Linked DNA regions of Mus musculus: region 2 is linked to region 1. The links are chromatin contacts, called in public Hi-C maps. All regions are on one chromosome and are shown on one strand. The core of a region is the stretch at or near the end of the contact, and the rest is flanking DNA. Distances in the headings are between cores, read along the strand shown. Region 1 has its middle 52 kb from the start of Gm24207. Region 2 holds the start of 4930449E01Rik (RIKEN cDNA 4930449E01 gene).

The links. A called contact is a pair of places that touch in the nucleus more often than the background predicts.
Region 2: a contact with region 1 is called in a Hi-C map of uterus. The contact joins the promoter of 4930449E01Rik here to the enhancer-like site in region 1. A contact is called at or near these places in 5 of 39 promoter capture datasets (the 3T3-L1 cell line, 3T3-L1-derived adipocytes, embryonic stem cells and 1 more), 7 of 484 Hi-C or Micro-C datasets (the 3T3-L1 cell line, the N1E-115 cell line, cerebellar granule neurons and 3 more) and 1 of 115 datasets of contacts at active chromatin or transcription factors (craniofacial prominence).

Annotation. Positions count from the first base shown.
Region 1 is chr14:105,327,012-105,330,413 of GRCm38.p6, forward strand. No RefSeq gene overlaps it. Among named protein-coding and RNA genes, the nearest start is that of Gm24207, 52 kb to the left of the region's middle. Within about 2 kb of position 1,625, at least 217 of the 459 cell types and tissues checked have an H3K27ac peak or open chromatin away from gene starts, as enhancers often do. A contact at or near this core is called in 3T3-L1-derived adipocytes, the N1E-115 cell line, cerebellar granule neurons and 3 more, where this site is marked.
Region 2 is chr14:105,497,279-105,500,680 of GRCm38.p6, forward strand. 4930449E01Rik (RIKEN cDNA 4930449E01 gene) reads left to right here and starts at 1,510. Exons shown (of 3, transcript NR_045921.1): 1 at 1,510-1,803.

The DNA.
Region 1 (3,402 bases), core at 375-2,874:
CAACTTCATTCCATTCTTGATTTGATTGTGAACAGTATACCTTAGTGTGTGTTTCCATTGGTGCTGCTGTGACAGCCTATTGCTGATCAGGAAGTTCAAGAGCAGGGTATTGACATTTGATCTGCTTGGTGCCCTCCTTTCCTACCGTGCCCTAACATGGAAGAAGGCTGAAGGGTAAGGAACGACCGGCTTTCCTTGCCATGCTCATCATGAGGACACCTGATCCCATTCTCCAGGAAGGGACCTCCATGGCCCAATCACCTTCTCGAGGTCCCACCTTTTACTATGGTCAGCGTTAGAGGCTGGAATGACACATATAAACCTTAGTATTCCATCCATGCTCCTCCACATTAATGTCTCACATACAAGATGCATTTATTCCATCTTAACATCTCCCCAAGGCCTTAACCCAACTCACTGTAGCAACTAACTACTCAAAAGCTTCCTTCCGCATCAGGGTATCATCTAGCTGAGCAAAGGAGGAGACGCAAGGCACCATCCACCCGAGGTGACCCTGGTTGTGGTCTTGAACTACAAGAAGCAAGAGGTTTGGGAGAGATAGGCTTCCAAGCTTGGGCTTGCTAGGCAACCAGTCCACCCCATGGATAAATTCCATGTCCAGTGAAAGACTCCATCTCTGAAAGAAGGTAGAGAGCCATGTAGGAGATAGCTGTTGTCCTCTGGCTTCCCCCACATATGTGCGCATACACCCTCCAATGAGTACACATAAATACATACATCTACACACAAAGAGGGAAGAAAGATGCACAGCCACCTTTAGGAAGTGTCATGCAAACTTCTGAAGGTACCGGAGAGAGCCTTTTGCTACCGAAAGACTTGTCTTTCCTCCACTGGAAAATGGGTTTTAATAACCAGCTTTATCATTTCCCTAGTACATAACCACTGATAGACCCTTAACCTTGATTGGTTTGTTTCCTTATCTTTAAATTCTGTCTCTATACAATATATATATTTTTTTCTTCTCAGATAAGGTCTTGTTTTGTAACCCAGCACGGGTTGAAATTTGCAGACGTCCTGCCTCTGCCTCGCTTCTATGATAGCGTGCGTGCTGTGCTCAGGTTAGAAAAAAAAAGTTAAGATCTAATAAAGTCAAATATTTTGTGCTTTCTGATCTATAGCTGAATGGAAGTCTTGGTATTTAGTACTTCTTAGTTCTAATTTCTTAATCGCTAGAGAGCAACTCATGGTGGCTATCTTGGGTGACTCCTTCCTAGGTACGGTGCAGCGGATGCTCAGGAGGAGACAGCCTGAGTGGGTGAGTGGATGGGTAGGGTGGTTTTGATTGTGGTGATGGACTTTTCAAGTAAAGTAGGGAGTTCTTTATTGTTTTAAATTTGTTCCCTACTTGCTGGCAGAGCAGCTCTTCAAGATGGAGCGAGTGCTGCAGTTAGGATTACCCAATCCTCGATGTTTGAAGGCTGCTAAGCAGGGCAAAGGTCTGAGGGGAAGAGGGCTTTTTCTAAGCAGGTAATGTGAGCAGAGCATGCTTGTGAAGAGCCTCTCAGCCGAAGGATTTCAGTAGCCACCTCCTTCCCTGACCGGGCTGGCTTGGGTTTGCATGGGTTGGAAACTCTGTTGAGTGTTTTTGGTTTCAGTTTTGTCAGAGCTCTCGCTGACACCGGCAGGCTGGGCTGGGAGTCTGACTGGGAAAAGCTACTTGACAGTCAGGTTGGAACAAAGCACATGCTGGCTTCTTGCAGAGGATGTGGGGCTTGTTGACTGGAAGCCTGCCTGCCAGAACAAGATCCTTCTGCGCACACCAGAAACAATCTGCCATTGTCTCAAGGGATAAAACAGTGCCAATAAAACATGAACGCTCCAGCCAAGAGGAGGAGAGCCGCGTTAACTGCTTCATTTCTGAAAGGAATTGTGGGAAAGGGGAGGCTGAGCAAAACTCGTCTCCTTGTTTTTCATCTTTCACATTTGACATCATACAGATGTGGTTCCCAAAGCCCACCACAGGCCCACTTACAGGGAGTAAATGAACACCCCCCCACCCCACACACACACCTTGCTATTCTGGGGGTTTTAGTGCTGCCGGGGAATGGCCCCTGTGGCCTCTCTTATGTTGGCCTTGGCTCCAGATGCTATTACCTCAGAGAAACTGCCAGAGGGGTAAGGCGGTAGAGTGTGCATAACTCTCAGGACAGCTTAAGGGTTGGGAATGCATGTCCTCAGAGGAAATGGGGGGAAGTGGAGGAGGAGAAAAATCCTAAGAGAGGTGACTGATTGAGGTTATAGAAGCTTTTATCTTAATTTTGCCTGTGTTCTCCCCTTGTCTCTGATGAGAACCAATAAAGGAGTATTAGTGGAATTGAGGTTGTGACTAAACTCCTTCAGTTTGCTTGGCATAATGACTTGCAGACTGTACTCTGATTCTCTTCACTCTATGACCAATCCCTTCTCTAAACTTCTTGCTTGTGCACAACTCAAACTTCAAGCACTGTGCAATAGTTCAAGACTTCACGAGTGTGGGAAAAGCTGGGCTTCATGAAAACAGTTATGAAGGTGTAAGGAAGTGCACCTATGGACTGGGTGCGGTGCTATATGCTATGCCTGTGGTCTCAGCAGTTGGGAGGTAGGGCCTGGATGATCAGGAACTCAAGTTTATCCTCGAACTTATACAGCTACATAGTGAGTTTGAGTCCAGCCTGGGCTACAAAGACCCTGTTTTAATAAACCAAACCAAGCCAAACCAGACCAAACCAATTGAAGAAGCACAGTTGTGGCCAATTCCATAGAAGGGCTTGGGGAGACGAATTGATGGGTCAATTGCTTGCTTCACAGCACCAGGATACGATTTTGGATCCCTACTGCCCCTGTATAATGCCAAGTGTGGTGGTGGTGGTTTGGTCAGCGCTTGGTAAAAGCTTTGCTTGGCTTCTCTGCATGGTTTCTGCCTACCTTCTGAACCTCTGCACCTCGGCTTGGTTAACTGTTCTCTCTCAGATCTTAACTCTCTTAGGTTTGTGAATACGTTTATGGTTCTTTTGGGCCATTGGTAGTTCTTATGTGTTGTTGGATTTGATTGCCTACAAGTAGAAGTTTTACAACCAGTAGTACAATGGGTGTGTTATAAGCTCGAAAGTGAAATCCTGCACTTTTTAAGTACCAAGCATGGAAATGGTCTACAGTTTTGTAATGGGCCGACTGCATTGAATCCACGTGATGAATTTTCACCTGCCAAATGATAGCATTAAGGGGTGAGGCCTTTGGAAGGCAATTTGGTCATGAGAGCAGGGTGCTCCTAATTAATGCGATCTCATAACTAATCCGTTAATGGGATTAGTGGCCAAGTAAGAGAGACTCGTAGAGATTCTTTGCCCTTCCCAGTATGTGAGGGCACAGAGAGAAGATAGGAATCTGTAAACCAGGCAGTAG
Region 2 (3,402 bases), core at 260-2,759, 170 kb after region 1:
TCTTGGAGACCAGAAGAGGCTGTCAGACCTCACATGAGAGATCCTGAGAATTGAACCCCGGTGCCCTAGATATGCAACCAGTGCTCTTAACTGCTGAGTCATTTCTTTAGCCACAGCATTGTGTGTGTGTATGTGTGTATGTGTGTGTATGTATATGTATGTGTGTATATAGATATATGTATGCATTTATATATACATACATAAATATGCATATATAAAAACTTTTTTCCTTGTGTATAGTCATGATACGTGGTCATGTGTTACATAAAGCTATTTTCATACAAGTATATAAGCATACTTTGATCACCTTGCCCCCTATGCCCTCCCTATCTCTTTTGCCCTCCCCCCTTTCTATTATTCCTCTTATTCTCCTAGGCTATTTCTCTTCTATTTTTATGTCATATGCATACATTATTTTACATATCCATATATATGTTAGGAATCACAAGGGAAGGAAAACATATTTGTCATTCTTTGAATGACAAAATTTGTTTAATATGGTTATGCCCATTTGTGTTCATTTTTATGAAAATGACATAATCTTATATTTATGCAGTCACGTGAAGGAAAATTTAAGAAATCCTAGACCATGCTGAGAAGGAGAATCTTATATTTTTAAGGAGAGAACCACTTATATGTGAAGAAAAAAAAAATAAGAGGAATGGGAGGATTCTATGGCAGCTTCTCTCTCACTACCATGGGAAGAAAACAGATAAAATTAAATTAACCCTCGGGACTCCATGCTCTCGGGGGGGGGGGGGGTTTCTTGGGACCTTGCAAAAAGGATGGAGCATATGGTAGGAAGTACCCCTGTGACAACATGGGCTCAAATGAAATTTCAAGGATCATAAATCCTCCTGTTTCTTCTCATAATTTGATGAACAGCTGGTACCAGGAAGTATAACATTCCTCGAGTTATATTCGTGCCTGCATTTCTTTTTTTAAAAGTATCTTTAAAAAAAAAAAGCATCCGGGTTTGGCTCCTGGAAAAAGGAACATGGAACCACTCCAGGATGATCACTAATCTGCTTCAGGAAGGCAGCCTTCCCACCTCGGGGGACATTCACAATGGTCTGCTGTAGTGATCTGTCATAGCATATGGAGGGGGGGGGAGTGGAACATGAGATTGCACAACAGAGGAATATGCATAATTTGGAACTGTGGTTTAAGAAAAAAGGAAAAGAAGGAAGGGAGGATCCCATATTGTCTGTCTACATAGCCAAGAAGAGGCCAAGTGATAAATTCTATGCCCATCTTGAGGGCATAGACTGGGAAACTAGTGGAGAGAGTAAATCACTGGTTTTGGAAATGTACCAAGTTAAATATCCTTTCTGCGTTATCCTTTAAAGAATTAGTTGAAGACAATGGGACTCCAGAGAGCAGCGCTCCCCTAAGTGTGCAGTGCCTGCTCACATACCATAGGTAGTACAGAGACCCTTCCCCCCCCCCTCCCCGGTAAGACAGGAGATGGAGTGTGAACAGATCCCCCACGTCTCTCCTGTGCGGGATGACGAATGCTATATCCTTTCCAGGCTGGTCTTCACTCATCTGCTCTACCTACTGCTTTCTGCTTTGGGAATGCTGAGTGACTTTACCCTGTAGAACCTGGGCCCATCTGAAAGAGGAAGGGATGAAGGCCAGCTGGGTTGGCTGGCTGAATGAGTGTGTTGCATGGATGGATCGTTGTTCACATGCCTCAACACTTTCTGCGACTGGTCAGCTTGGTAGCATTCATTCTAGCAGTGGTCAGTCTGCTCCTCTCCTTGAAGCAGAATGGGAGAGTGTGGAGGAAGGCAGGAGCAGGTAAGGTGGGCAGAGAAGACAGAATGAGAGGGAGAGAGAGAGAGAGAGAGAGAGAGAGAGAGAGAGAGAGAGAGAGAGAGGAGTTGCAGATCTGTATTTAAATCCGACTATTGCCCAAATAGTCTGCGTTTACCTGATATGCCTATTGTTTATGTTCTGCTTTTGCTTTGAACATTTAAAAAGGAACCAAACAGAAGCTGTACATTTTAAAGCAATGTTCAGGCTAGCAGGTGTTAAGAAATGCAAAGCGGGGAAACCGTTGCAACGCGACGAAATAGTCAGCATTACTTGCCCCCCACCGCCCCGCCCCCAAGCCTCTCAAGGTAAGATGGCTCTACTGTCAGCTCAGCTGCAGCCAAGACAAAAAGGCCTGGCTAACTGAAGGGACAGAGACAAGACAGGCAACCTCCTTTTAACATCTCAGGGGAAAGAGCTCACTCAGGAAGCAGAATCTCATGGCTCCGGAACAGCAATGGCATTGTGCCAGCAGACAACAGGAAGTGAGCACAAACAGACCCCTCCTCAACATAAACGCGCACAGACTTAACCTATGGCCGGACTTCTGCCCTTGAGTGACCAGAGCCATTAGGATGCAGGTCAAAAGGTTGTCGTGTGACAGAAAATGGAGCCTTATTGAATGAAGGAGAACTAAAAAAATTCTTTTGTTTGCTTCACTCTGGGGTTTGTATAGCTACTGTGATGTCATAATGGAGTCCAGAGTGGGAAAAAGAAACCCCTGATTTATCACAGCCGGAGACAGGCCGTCGGAAACTCAGTTAAACCCTGAAGGGGAAAGACAGGCACAAGAAGGAACCACACAAAAGTCAGCGTCTTCTCCGACGGGGGTGTACACAGTTATCTTTCTGAACATCAGAAGCTGAGAGAGAGACCACCAGAAAATTCCTGCTTTATCTATGAGGGCGGAAAGACAGATAGACGCTTTCCTGACCCACTGGCTTTTCTTCCCTAGACTCCAAGGTGTCTTCATCATAGTGGGCTAGGAGGGAAAGAAAAATGTGATTCCTAAATCTATACAACCGGGGAGTGTATTACATGATAGCATAGGAAAAATTCACACACACACACACTCACTCACATACAAACATACACACTCACACTCACACACACACACACACACACACACACACACATACAAACATACACACTCACACTCACACAAACACACACACACACACACACACTCACTCACATACAAACATACACACTCACACACACACAAACACACACACACACACGTATGCATACTTAAGCAGCTCTATACAGACCATGTATAAAAAGATGTGGAGATATGGCATGCCAGATAGAGTGCTCAACTTTACAGACAAGGGTAAGATCTGAGGTTTACTTTGTTTAGTTATTTATTTTTTAAACAAACAAACAAACAAACAACCTCTGAGCACTTTTAAAACGTCTGAATAAATTTTTTTTGCTCAGAATTTTCTTCTGGGTTAAAAAAAAAAATCTGACCCTTAAGAAAAGTTTGCTCCGATTCATCCTATAATTCTGTTGATAATGATGGCATGGAGGAGAGAATACTGCGTTTACCCTAAGGTAAATATCATTTGTGTGTTTTCTTTG